Regions from separate parts of the Mus musculus genome. Here all the other regions are linked to region 4. The links are chromatin contacts, called in public ChIA-PET and promoter capture Hi-C maps. All regions are on one chromosome and are shown on one strand. Each heading gives the region's core, a stretch centred on a gene start, on an enhancer-like site or on the middle of the called end of the contact. The rest is flanking DNA. Distances are from core to core; before and after follow the strand shown. Region 1 overlaps N4bp2 (NEDD4 binding protein 2). Region 2 holds the start of Tmem156 (transmembrane protein 156). Region 3 overlaps Fam114a1 (family with sequence similarity 114, member A1). Region 4 holds the start of Ugdh (UDP-glucose dehydrogenase).

Region 1 (3,159 bases), core at 487-2,986, 350 kb after region 4:
GCGGTAGCTCAGAAGTTAGGAGCACTCACTGCTCTTGCAGAGGATCTGGGTTTGGCTCCCAGCCACCCACACTTACAACCACCTGTAACTCTCGCACCCTCTTCTGGCTTTTGAGGGCACCTGAACATATGTCACCATATAGATAACCAAGTAAATAGATACATAAATCAAGAGAAAGAAAAATACCCCCAAAATAAGTGGTTCTCATCATGTGGGTTGTGACCACTTTGGGGGTCAAATAACCCTTTCACAGGAGTCACCTAAGACCTTTGGAAAACATAGATATTTGCATTATGATTCATAACAGCAAATTTAGATTTAGGAGGTAGCAAAAATAATTTTATGGTTGGATGCCACCACAATATGAAGAGCTGTATTAAGGTGTTGCAGCACTAGGAAGGTTGGGAACCACTGCCCAAAATAGTGAATCTTATGTATCTATGTTTTAATAAAAATGATATTAAATAGATAATTAGTAGCCTACACACTTAAAAGTATGTTCAGATGAGAGAGGATGCTATCTTTAATCCAGGTGGAGGTAATAAGAATTGATTGGATTGCCAAATGTATTTTTTTCTTTTTTGATATTTTTTTTCAAGACTGGAGTCTATGTAGCTTTGGCTGTCCTGGAATTCTCTATGTAAACTGGGCTGCCTCTAAACTCACAGAGATATGCCTGTTTCTGCTTCTCAGAGTGCTGGGATTGAAAGCATGAGCCACTGTGCCTGGCTAACAAATGTATTTTGTAAAGTGCCTAAGAGGTGTGTGTGTGTGTGGTGGGGAAGGAGTTAAGAGCTGCTGCTGAGGTAGCAGCTTCCAGTCCTAGCATTCTGCCAGTGAAGCTAACACAGGTGCTAAGGGATAGCCTAGGAAGTGAGACATTGTCTCAAAAACAGTAACAACAAAATGACTCTTGTGGTTTGGTTTCAGCAACTGGAAATTGCCTATAGGTGAGATTGTATACATGGCCGTGTTTATTGACTACAGTGTGTCTGAACAAGCACTAGAGGAAGATTTATTCAGTTCCTCATTTCAGAGGTTTTTTGTTTTTTTATCTGGGCTCCTTTGCTTCTGGGCACTTCTGTGATGAGGCAGAACATCATGGCAGGAGCTTGTGGGGAGCAGAGCACTTTCCTCCCTTGAGTGTAGGAGTCAGACAGGGAGTCGGGAAGAACCAGGGGCAGGAGAGACTCTTCATGTCACTCCTCTAGTGGCAGTGAGCTACTTCTGCCTCTTCTAACCGAGTTGGCTAGGTGCCTTCAGAATCTGGTCTCATCTCAGGATTGGATCTACTGGCTGGGCATGAAGCTCGGTGGGGAGTTTGATGTCAGGCCGGGAAGAGTTGCTGTTGAGATACTAATTTCTTAGCATGGTGCTTGGCTTTTAAAGCTGTTAAGGCTGAAGAAATCACCAAAGAGTAGGTGAGGCACAAACAAAAAGAGGTCTTAAGACTAAATAAAATCTAGCATACTCCATTGTTTCCTGGGGAGATGACACCCTGAGAGTGGAGTGTCCTCAGGAGACTCTGGTCTCGGGAGGGCTGAGTCGGCTGTGAAAAGGTAAGCACTGAGAAATGCACGTGTTTAGATTTCCTGACCTTTCTCCTCTCCTTCCTTTCCCTTTGCTTACCGCCAGGGCAGCCTCATGCAGACTGGATAAGTGATATGCCACTGAGCTGGCTCCCTAGCTAGATTCATTTCTAATATAAACAACTATAGATCGGGGCCAGGGGCGAGCACCTGTTATGTGAGCTGGAAGACCGAACTCAGTCTGTGGGACTCAGCGTGAAGGTGGAGGGAGATAAGCAGGAAGTCCACCATGTCATCTGACCTGCACACAAGTACTGTGGCCATGACGTCAGCCTTGCTAAGTTACCTGACGAACTCAGTACTCAATAGATTGTTTTGGACTTTTGTCTGCACACAGAATATGCAAATGATAGTTCTGTATGTGTATTTCATTTTTCTTAGACCCTGTGCCCCACTCCCCAACCCCCTTCAGCTTTTGGAGATCTCACCTGCCTGTCCAGAAACTCAAGAGCTCTGTCTGTTACACCTGGCTTTTTCTCTTAGAACTTTAATTTCCTTTTCAGCCTTACATGCTGCCTGCAATCTCTGGTACAGTGTAGTAGGGAAGTTTTGGTAGCAGAAATCTGCTTTTCTGTTTGCTGAGGGAAAGCTTTCGGCAGCTTACAGTATGAGGCACTTCACGGTGCCTCCATCACTTCCTGTCCATCTCCAGTTTGGGGGAGTCCCATGAGCACCTGTGGGTGCTTCTTAGCCTTGTGCTCGGTGGACACTGAGTGGATTGTGTTATTTCTTTCCTTTGTTTTGTTAATACCTGGAGTTGTTTTGATTGATTTTTCAAATATTAAAAGACTTCATATTCTTAATAAACTGATGCATTGGATTCTTTTATAGCACTTAAGTGGTTAAAGTGTCCAGAGGGCTCTAGTGTTAAAGGCTTGGTCTTTAGTTGGTAGACATGGACTTTGAGAGGTGATTGGATCACAACGGCTTTGGTGTAATCAATGGATTAATTCACTGATCAATTCACAATTTGGCATTAATTAAAAAAGGTTGGAAACTAGGAAGTAGGGCCTAGTTGGGTAGAGTAGGCTCTGGCGTCAGCAGGCAGCACTCTGTCAAGGCATCCCTTGTGCTTCTCCTCAACTCTTCCTTCCCAGATGCCAGCGGGCAGCAGCCTCTTCTGCCACTGTTGCTGCTGTTGGATGCACCTCATCTTAGCTCCATGGCAATGGAGCCATGTGACCAAATTAAGACTGGAGCCATGATCAACCAATTACTCTTCAATAGTTTATTGCAATGACTTTGCCACAGTGATGAAAAGTGTAACAGGGCTGTGTGGAGCATACCTTAACCTCTAACCCAACCCTTGGGAGGCAGAGGCAGGATGGTCTACAGAAGTTACACAGAGAAACCCACCCTGTCTTGAAAAAACCAGAAAGAAGGAAGGGCTGGTGAGATGGCTTTGCAGTTAAGAGACCCGACTGCTCTTCTGGAGGTCATGAGTTCAAAGCCCAGCAACCATGTGGTGGCTCACAATCACCTTTAATGAGAAACAAACAAACACCTTGGCTGGAGCAAGCGTGAGAAGGGAAGGGGGAAAAAAGAAAGAAAAACCAGAAAGAAAAAAGAC
Region 2 (3,357 bases), core at 285-2,784, 340 kb before region 4:
GTGCCCACCATGCACCTCTCTGAATTTTCCTGGGCCACACTGGTCTTCTGGTGTCACCTGTAGCAAGAACTAGTGGTCAAAAGAACAATTCTTCTGTCTTTTCCCTCCTCCTCACAATCCTTAATAGACTCTTAAAGCACTGACCAACTTAGCAAACAGTGTGTGCCAGTTACCTGATATTCATTAGATGCAAACTAATTGGTCAAAGTAATAGGAATATAAACACAGAGAAGGCCTAGCTTAGATAGCTAAAAACATGTTGCTACTCTAAGCCCAAAATATCTTAAAAATAACTTGTCTTTATTCTATTTTCTTTAGGACACATTTTCAGCGGGTGAAAATAAGTATCAAAAATATACACTATACGTGCTCAATATATATATATTTTTAAAAAACCAAACCAAAAGAAAAAAATTTTAATTCGATCATTCGTAAAAATTGCAGTTACAGTGTTTATTTAGCAAAAATATTTTTATCTGGCTACTTAGCATCATTTAATATGCAACATTAAATAATCATTGCAGTATGTCATCAAATATAATTAGCAAAAGTATTTTTATCTGAATACATATCTTTGCATATATTCGACAATAAATATTCATTGCAGCGAGATATCAAATATAAGTTTTTCTCTAGTTTTCGTAAATTTATATGATTCCTATTTAGTAATAGAACAGTGGAGTTTTTTTTTTAACCTTCTTATTAAAGGCTAATGAACACAATTATCACTTAAACACCCACAATAACATGTTTTCCAATCTTTTAATAATATATAAAAAATAATTTAAATTCCCTTATTTTTTTGTTTCTCTACCCTGAAGTTTCAACAAATATATAACAATTCTTTGAAGGGCTCTCAGAGTGGGTTTTGCCTTGTTCCCAATGCTCCCAAACACACACATACCTGCCTATATTTGTACCCATCTGGTTTTACTGCATATTAAAAATACTAAAATTTACTCCTATTTTTCTAAGATCAGCAGGAAATTATTAGTCTCACCTTGTGATCAAATGGCTCATTTTAAAATAAATAAATGTCCGTTCCCTTAGTAAGTTCCAGAATATAAAAGCAGATATATATGATTATTTTGAAAGAAGGAAACAGTTTCAAAGAACAAACTCATAAGATGCTATTCTCTTAAGTCCCGTGTCTGGAATCGAAAATCAGACTTTAAATATTTCTTTACATTTTCAATTGTAACATAACTAAGTCCTAAGGCCACTATGCTAGATAACAGGCAACTAAAAATTGGTATCTCGTTTCACTTAAGGCAGTTCACTCACCGAACTTCAGCTCATGCTGCATACACCCCAAAAGATCTCGTCTGTCACCACTCGCTGACAATGTGCTCTAAAGTAAGAAACGAGAGCTGGATTGCAATGGTTTACTTACCTTTTGGTGTCTTGAAAAATTCTGGCAGGACTAAAATGAAGGTGATCACTATTGCCACAAATAATTTAAGGAAAGCTGTTTCTGTCATGTCTACTCACATGACACAAATGTGTTCCCATCGGTAGCTTGATAGTATGTTGCTTCCTGCTTCTCATCTCTGCTCTACTTCAAGTTCCTGAGATTCACCTCATACTCACTTCCGTTTGGGTCTGACTTTAAAAAAAAAAAAGTTACCCGGGACTGAGACTTCTTCATTTTGAGTCACTTTGCCTAATAAAGCCACCCTCTAACAAGAACTGTTGTGCTAACTGATAAACACGAAAGATGAGGAAATGGTCTTAAGAAACACAGAGGGTCTGGCTCCAGATTTAAATCTGTTTCTCATGTTTACCAATGTGTAAGAACAACATGGTACATGTAACCTACAACATAATAACCAAAAACCAAAGGACGAATGTCAGTGCTACCCCAGTTTATAAACATTGTTCACTCATTTACTTAGTAAATGATAGTTAATCTCTCTGAAAGCCAGACACTGTGCTTGGTTCTGGTGTTTGGAAGACAGTAAACAGTGCAAGATATGAGCATAAACAAGAGACTTATGAAAATTTGGGCTTCTGCTTTACCGTTGTCTCTGCAAGTGGCCGAATGGAACTTGTTAATGTTACGTCTATAAACAGCGTTTACTATGACGCAATCCACATTCTTGTTCTCCTTGCAAAAGAAAAAAAAAATCATTTGTTTTAGAGTGTAAATGAAGGATAGGGGAAAACTTTGATGAATACAGACAGCATACATGGCAAGCAAATGTTCTTACTTAGACAATGCAAGTAGTTAGCATTTCCATTGCCCCCTCACCCCACCCCCACCCCCCACCCCTCCTCTGGTTACAATAAAATGTAGCCAGTATTTCAGTTTGTACTTGGAGCAAATGTATCCTTTGCTCCCTGCTCAGTGCTGCAATTCTGTAACCAGTCCTTTCCGCTGACCCTCTTTTGTTCTCTCTCACCCTCTCCTGCGCTTTATGGAACAACAGGTGGGTGGGGAGGGAAGGGACAAAGATTAGATGCGCCAAGAATGAACTCATTTGTCTTTCCACTGGATACTACAGTTTACATACACATGGGAATCCTCAGTAAGGGGATTGGAAGACCTGAGCAGTCAAAATAGGGACAGAATTCCCAAGCCTATACTTTATTTTGAGAATATCATAAAGGATTATTATGTGAACACTAGCCAGTAGGAGTAAAGTTTCCACTTAAGGACCATCTGGACCCCTTGATACTCTATAAATATTTGTAGCCTTCAGCAATAGGGGCTTACTGTCCGGTCGTGGAGGAGCAATACCCTGCAATGTTTGTGGGGGTCTATGGGATCCCTTTGGCCAATAATTCAAAATGATGTTACTCACTCCTGGTGCTGGGAGTTGTATGTGGTAGTATATGATGTCTAGTTGAGATACTGATCCCCCTGCCCCATGATATGCTAACTCCATTTAAACTCTGTATATAAATATACATCTTAGAAAGCTTCTACAGTAGTAGAATTCCATACGACTTCTCAAAGGCCTTTAGTGTTGATGGTCCTTGGCACAGTTCCTCCTCTCCCCAGCCCTCCCAGTCCTACCCCATCATTCCTCCGATTACAACGTCCCTTTTATCCCTTTATAAAACTATATTCTATTTTCCCCTTCCTTGATATCTTAATGTCTATTCTTTCGCCTATAAATGTTGCAATAGTACCTTAAAATACTCAGTAATTCTTATATCCATATAAAAATTGATTTAATGGCTTCCTATGTTGTAATATTTCTGCCAGGTCTGTATTAGTCATTTTCGGTTGCTGTGTCGAAATGTGAGCAAAACGACTTAAGGGAAGAAAGATAAATTGGGCTCAAATGTTGAGGGGCTTCAGTGCATAGTCACGTGACTCCACTGCTGCTGGGTCTGTGCAAGGTGAGGCAA
Region 3 (3,097 bases), core at 53-2,552, 450 kb before region 4:
CTCTCCTTCCACCACATGGCTCCTGGGATCAAACTTAACTCATCAGGATTGGCAGCGGCACCTGTAACCACTCATTCATCCTGCTGGGCTGAAAAAGTTTCCCTTGTGCCTGGCCATGCCAAGACATGAAGACTCTCTTGGATGTATTTAACCATCTACAAATCTTGAAGACCTTTTTTTTTTTTCAGATATTTGGGGATGCTAGTAAAAAGTTTGCTGTGTTCACCAGTTAAAATATATTCCTGCAATTTGGAATGCTAATTAGCCAACCATCAGCTGTTAATGGAGGCAGAGATAATAGGATTGCTTATTACGGCTGCCTCTGGAGCCTGGGTTTCCTAATGAGAATGCCCTGCTGACCTGGACTGTACATATTTTATTGGAATGCTGACAGCTCTCAGATTGTAGCTTAATCTAAGAAGCCTACATAATAGCATACTATGTATGTAAGAGTGTTCTAAAAATAACCGAAGTCATAATACTGAATGCTGACAGTAAGTAAAAATGGAAAGATAGGGCAGCGGCAGTGCTGTGCTTTGGATATAGTTTGAGTTGGCTCCCTAAGGGATGGGGTTAGAAGGTTGGTTCTCAGTGCAGAGATATTGGGAAACTGTACCTCTGGCAAGTAGGGCCCAGTGGGCATTCCTAGGGTTCCTGGGAAAGCTGTCCTCAGAAAGGATTAAGGTGCCTCTTGTGAGACTCTTGAGCTCTCACAAGAATGGGTTGTTAAAAGGATGAGCCTAAGCAAGTAGTTGTTCTCTGGCTTCCTGTTTTGAGATGTAATTCCTTCCTCATGAGCTCCCACTACTGGGACAGCATCCACCTTGAGACCCTCAGCAGAACCAAGCCAGGTCTGGAGCTTGCCTTGAAGTCTCCAGAACTGTGAACTCAGTAAACACTTTTTCCTTATAAAATGTGCCTGCCTCTGATATTTTGTTATAGTAAAGAAGAGTGAACGGGCACCAATGCTATGAAACTAGAGTGCTTTAAATCTAAATCTGTTAAGTTTCAAATCCTACTGAGAGTTCAGGCAATGAAAGCCTAACATGAGTCTGTAGCTTGACAACAAGGAAGTCACTGTGACTTTGATGCAGATGGCTTCATAAGGTGGTGGCGGGAGGACTCTTGCTGTCTTTGATGGAGAGGTGATGACAGGAGTGGGTACAGAAGATCAGCATCATGCTGAAGAGTTGGAGAAGAAACATAATGGAGCATAAAGCTGAGAGGTTTGAGAGAAACCCCTTGTTCCTGTTGAGGTGCTGTGGTGGAGACACTGTGGGCATAGTTAAATGTGAGAAGTCACTGTTGGGAGAAAAAGGAAGCCAAGAGACCTCAAACCAGCCCAGGGTGGGGCAGTGTCAGGTGGTAAGGATAGTGGTAACTAAAAGGATGACACTGTTCCCATGACAACAGAAGAATGAACCCATGGTCCCTTGGCTTGGGTATCCTTCAATTTGGGTTTAGATGGGTTTTGGTGTAAGCTGATGTGTGTATTGTATAAAAAGGAGATCTACTTAGATGCTTAATTTGATTTAAATAGTTAGTGTTTAGTTTATTAAGACTGCAATTTTAAACACTCAATTCTTCATCCCAAAAATCATAATTCTATATATAAGCCTAGCAAAATTGAGCAGCAGTTTTCTAGGGAAATTTGTTTAATATTTGATTCTTTTTTTTCCTATTGACTTGAATGTTTTAATTGTAATATATTCTATTTCCTTTCAAGTGCCTCATCTATAGATTACAAAACCTTGTTGAGTACTTCATAATTGTTATACAAGCTATTAAATATATAAAGTGGGCTTAAAGACCTAAATGTTAATACAGTATTCCTAAATGTGGGCCATTTCAGCTAAAGTCTGTGATGTGATAATTCAGCTGGTCATTGTAAATTGGTTTTCAAACCTTGTGACCCTGTTAACTTTCATAAATATCAGTAGGACAGAAAAGGTCAAATGTGCACAAAAAAGCATTAATAGCGTGGCTTTGGTGCTTTAGCCTTTCCACATTTAAGTTTTAAATCTTCCTAGAGTTGGAAAAGGTTTACTCATGAGGAAAGAAAATTACTTGGAAATAACTGAGGCCATTGCGAGTCTGACCTTCTGACAGAGCAGCAGGCACCCAGGCAGGACACCTGCAGCCTCATTGCTGCATTGAGGATCCTTATGACAGGTTATCTGTGCTGTGAGTTACAGGACTTAAGGAAGACCTGGTCTCGTGGGTCTAATGACAGGCATCCCCGGTATGAGATCTACACGGTACCTGATTCCTCATCTCTCCTGGGGATGGGACTTCCAGATTGGTCTTTGATCTTAACACAGAAATATATATATATATATTTCCACCTACATGTGAATGGTCCTTGTGTTTGACAGACCCCTCTAGATATTTACCTTGTACCTATAGTTTTGAACTGGTTCGCCTAAATTAAATAGTTTATTTTCCCAGAGCTCTGACTCAGGGTCTCACACAAACTAGGCAGATGCTTTGTGACAGAGCCACACTCCAGCCTCAGTAAATGATGTGGTCATTTGGGTGGTGGTGATGGTAGTGTTAGGAGTGGAACTTGGGCCTTACTCAAACCAGGAGAATGCTGTACCACTAAGTCACAGGACCAACCTAAAAAGTATTTTCTATTTGATATTAGGTGGGATACTAGACATTTAGATGTCTTCTCTATTTAAGGAACTTTGAACTTGATGGAATCCCCTGCATAGTTAAATATTCTTAGGATCACACAATGGATGCCGTTGTTCAAAGGACCAATTGTGTTTTATTTTTTGTTTAAATTTTATTTATTATATGTAGATGGGTGTTTTGTCTATATGTATGTCTATGCAACACATGCATGCCTAGTGCACACAGATTTCAGAAGAGGCCGTTCGATCCCCTGGGACTGCAGTTATAGATGGTTGCCAGTCGCCATGTGAATGCTGGGAATTAAACCTAGGTCCTCTGAAAAAGCAGCCAGTGCTCTTAACTGCTGAGGCATCTCTCTAGCCCCTCTAATTATGATTTAGATGTCCTCGATCAATCCAAGTCTGATTTGCCCCAACTATACAAGGTCATTCTTCTGATTTTATGGGAAGGAGAGAAA
Region 4 (2,995 bases), core at 247-2,746:
CCACACCATCCTGAAAATACTGTTCATGTAAAGTGTCATAAATTCAGATAAGCATTTCAACCTACAGGATGTCACTACCAGCCGACAAATGTCCTATACTGCACTCTGAATAGAATAGCATCCATCTGCCACCCCTTCACAGCTACTGAAGAACTAAGCAGCAGACATGATAAGACAGCTGGATACACCAACCTCAGTCATTTCCTGGAAGCACACTTACAAAGATGCCTGATTCAAAAAAAAAAGATTGTGAAAGACTTAATTTTATGTCTAACGAGAATGATCCACAGCTGTGGAAATTTGAGAAATGATAGAGCATGCCTAGTGGCTAGAGATTTTATGGCAGAGAAAGCAATACAGAGATGAAAGAAGGGGGCAGGGGACGGGATGTATTTTCCAAACCAGGGTTGTGTAGCATTCAGCTCAGACTAGCTCAGTACTCAAAAAGCACAGCTCACAAGCAGAAACACTCAGCTCTTTCAAGTCCAGAACCCCTCAGAAGAAACAGACCAGACTACTGTTCTCCATTTCTTAGGGGATTTGAAAAAAAAAAAAAAAAAAAAAAACCAGACTGGCCTTTGAGGTGAGTGGATGAACAGTTAGTCCTCTGTGTGCCCCACGTATGCACTCTCTCCCAGCCAGCCCCTCCTCTCTTTCTCAACCAACCCTATTCAATTACGCGTAGTACGTGAAGATTTTTAAGATCTCACAAAAACATGGTCTCTGAAGCCCCCAAGAAAGGCCTTCCCTGACATTAAGTATAACGTCCGAGCGTATGTGTCCAGAGGCCAATAATGAACTGCGTGAGCCACACACACCCCCAGGATAGTATAGGATAAATGCCTTAGGGATGCATCTTTAAGGGGCTTTGCTTTCTACATTTAGGGGCTACCAGAGGAGAGCAGCAGCCTCCCAGGTGAGCAGACTCTAATCCCCAACAAAGCTTAGGACTGTGAAGCGTCCATTAGGCCCCACGGAGAGGACCCTTTCCTTCGGGGGCGGGGGGGGGGAGGGCGTTTGGCTTTCTGAAGCGGCGGGAAAATCTCGTTGGTTTCAAATCGGAAAATGGAAAGAACTGGCTTGAAGACGCGCGAGTTGCGAAATTAAAAGCTCGGCTCGGCTGACCTCCTGCAAGCGCACGACGTGATTCTCGCCGGGCCCGAAAAAGGGGACCAGGATGGTGCAGTAGAGAGCCCCGCCGCGAACGGGGAGCGGACCCGGGACCGCGCGCGCACCTGGGCCGCGAGGAGGGGGCATCCCGAAAGGATCGGTGCTTACCCACTTCCAAAGCAGGGACACAGCGGCCGTGCAGATCCCGTTCTCTCGGACAGCGCCTTCCTCCCAAGCCGCAGGCTCTACCCACCGCTCCGCCCGCCGCTCCCCGAGTCCCCGGCCCGCGGCCGTATTTAAATACTTCTGCCGGGGAAGGCGGAGGCTTCATTCCCCTGCAGCCAAGCCTCCCGGGACTCTGGACCCGGCCACCGCCCCGCGCTGCCCCGCCTCCCTCCGCTCCAGGCCCCCCGGGCAGGCCTCTATTTCCTTCTGGACCCAGAGCGGCAGAGGGGGCGGGATCCGAACTGTATGACCACGCCCCTTGAGGAGCAGGGCGAATCAGCTCCAGCTAAGTCACGGGCTCCGCCCTCGCCCGCAGCGAGCGGCGCTGGGCGTGGCTGCGTGCGCCGCTGGTCCCGCTAGGCTGACTAGCTGCAGGGAGGGGCGTCGTGGTCCCTGTTGGTCATCCTTGTCTGTGCTCCTTCCCCGCTCTGGGTCCCTGGAATCTGGCATGAGGAAGGTTCGCGCGTGCCAAGTGAACCACCCGTGATCATAGGGCCTGGGAGGGGAGAGCGAGCCCACAGAAAAAGGTCTTCCGGCTTTCTGACTCTTCCCCTTATCCTGGAGCCCGAGCTCCGTTCTCGGCCCCTGGACTCTGATGGAGGGCCTCCCCTGCTCTCCTAAGCTCTTCAAGCCCCTGAGTCCGCCGCGCCCTTCAGACAGTTGCCCAGAGTTTAGTCACGTCCCATCCGGATGGCGCCGGGTCTGGGAAGGAGATACCTCAGGTCAAAACGATGCTGAGTTCCATAATGACTGAACCAGTGTCTCCGGGTTGGTCCTTGGCCAGAGAACCCGGGCGCCCACGCCTGGAGGGCGTATTTTCCAGGAAAACTTTCCAGCCAAATTCTAAAAGGGAGGTTGTCTGTATGATGCATAGCAAGGCGTATGCAACGTAGATATGTGTGGGTGTTAATTTGCGTGTGTGTGTGTGTGTGTGTGTGTGTGTGTGTGTGTGTGTGTGTGTGTGTGTGTTACTAGAGATTGAACTCTAAGCACTCTACCACCGAACTGTCCCCAGTCCTTACAAATGCATAGAAAGTAAAACTGTCCCCTGGAGAAAGGGCTAAGATGTTTACTCCCCAGGACCCATATCAGAGGACTCAACACTGCCTAAAACTCCTGCTCCAGGAGACCACGCTCTATCTACCAGCACGAACATACACAGACATCTGTATGCATAAACTTTTTTTAAAAGGCAAAATTATTTAGCCTGCCCACGGGAGTTTTTTGAGACATGGTCTCTGTGTAGAGGTGGCAGATCTGGAACTCAGTATATAGTTCAGACTGGCCTTTTACTTGCAATGATCCCCTTACTTGACCCCTCTGCCCTCCCTCCCCCAGGGATCATGATTACCGCCACGCCCACTTTTAATGTGAAGGTTTGTTCTGTTTCTTTTGCTGCTAGAGATCAACTTAAGCCTAAAAATCAAAAAGGAGAAAAGGCCAGGCACAAATACCTCATTGGTGGTGATATGTTCTGAGAAATGTGTTCGGCACATTTGTTCTGCCACGTCATCATGTACTTACTCAAACTTCGCTGGGAACATCAGTACTCGGTATAATCCGGGACCACCCTATATGAAGTCAGCCCTTCGTGAAATGATGTTATGAAGTGCTTGACTGTACCTCATGGGGGAAAGTAATTAGGAAATGTTGGAAGCAC

What was found. Promoter capture Hi-C pulls out the DNA fragments that hold promoters and counts their contacts. ChIA-PET counts read pairs in DNA pulled down with a chosen protein or histone mark.
Region 1: a promoter capture Hi-C map of neural stem cells shows a contact between it and region 4. The contact joins the enhancer-like site here to the promoter of Ugdh in region 4. A contact is called at or near these places in 8 of 39 promoter capture datasets (the C10 cell line, the HPC-7 cell line, fetal liver and 3 more), 2 of 115 datasets of contacts at active chromatin or transcription factors (bone marrow-derived macrophages and neural tube) and 1 of 9 other capture datasets (adipose tissue).
Region 2: an RNA polymerase II ChIA-PET map of memory CD8 T cells shows a contact between it and region 4, with 5 read pairs. The contact joins the promoter of Tmem156 here to the promoter of Ugdh in region 4. A contact is called at or near these places in 7 of 39 promoter capture datasets (embryonic stem cells, hippocampal neurons, liver and 3 more), 2 of 484 Hi-C or Micro-C datasets (both in embryonic stem cells), 1 of 115 datasets of contacts at active chromatin or transcription factors (memory CD8 T cells) and 1 of 9 other capture datasets (adipose tissue).
Region 3: an RNA polymerase II ChIA-PET map of memory CD8 T cells shows a contact between it and region 4, with 23 read pairs. The contact joins the enhancer-like site here to the promoter of Ugdh in region 4. A contact is called at or near these places in 4 of 39 promoter capture datasets (the C10 cell line, hippocampal neurons, liver and 1 more), 5 of 115 datasets of contacts at active chromatin or transcription factors (embryonic forebrain, embryonic midbrain, embryonic stem cells and 2 more) and 2 of 9 other capture datasets (adipose tissue and liver).

What each region holds. Positions count from the first base shown.
Region 1 is chr5:65,780,350-65,783,508 of GRCm38.p6, forward strand. All of the region lies in intron 3 of N4bp2 (NEDD4 binding protein 2), which reads left to right. Among named protein-coding and RNA genes, the nearest start is that of N4bp2, 18 kb to the left of the region's middle. Within about 2 kb of position 1,737, at least 21 of the 459 cell types and tissues checked have an H3K27ac peak or open chromatin away from gene starts, as enhancers often do. A contact at or near this core is called in hematopoietic stem and progenitor cells, where this site is marked.
Region 2 is chr5:65,090,075-65,093,431 of GRCm38.p6, forward strand. Tmem156 (transmembrane protein 156) reads right to left here and starts at 1,535. Exons shown (of 6, transcript NM_001370814.1): 1 at 1,394-1,535. The coding sequence starts at 1,481.
Region 3 is chr5:64,988,874-64,991,970 of GRCm38.p6, forward strand. The region is part of intron 2 of Fam114a1 (family with sequence similarity 114, member A1); the gene reads left to right. Among named protein-coding and RNA genes, the nearest start is that of Mir574, 20 kb to the left of the region's middle. Within about 2 kb of position 1,303, at least 43 of the 459 cell types and tissues checked have an H3K27ac peak or open chromatin away from gene starts, as enhancers often do. A contact at or near this core is called in memory CD8 T cells, where this site is marked.
Region 4 is chr5:65,434,346-65,437,340 of GRCm38.p6, forward strand. Ugdh (UDP-glucose dehydrogenase) reads right to left here and starts at 1,497. Exons shown (of 12, transcript NM_009466.2): 1 at 1,279-1,497.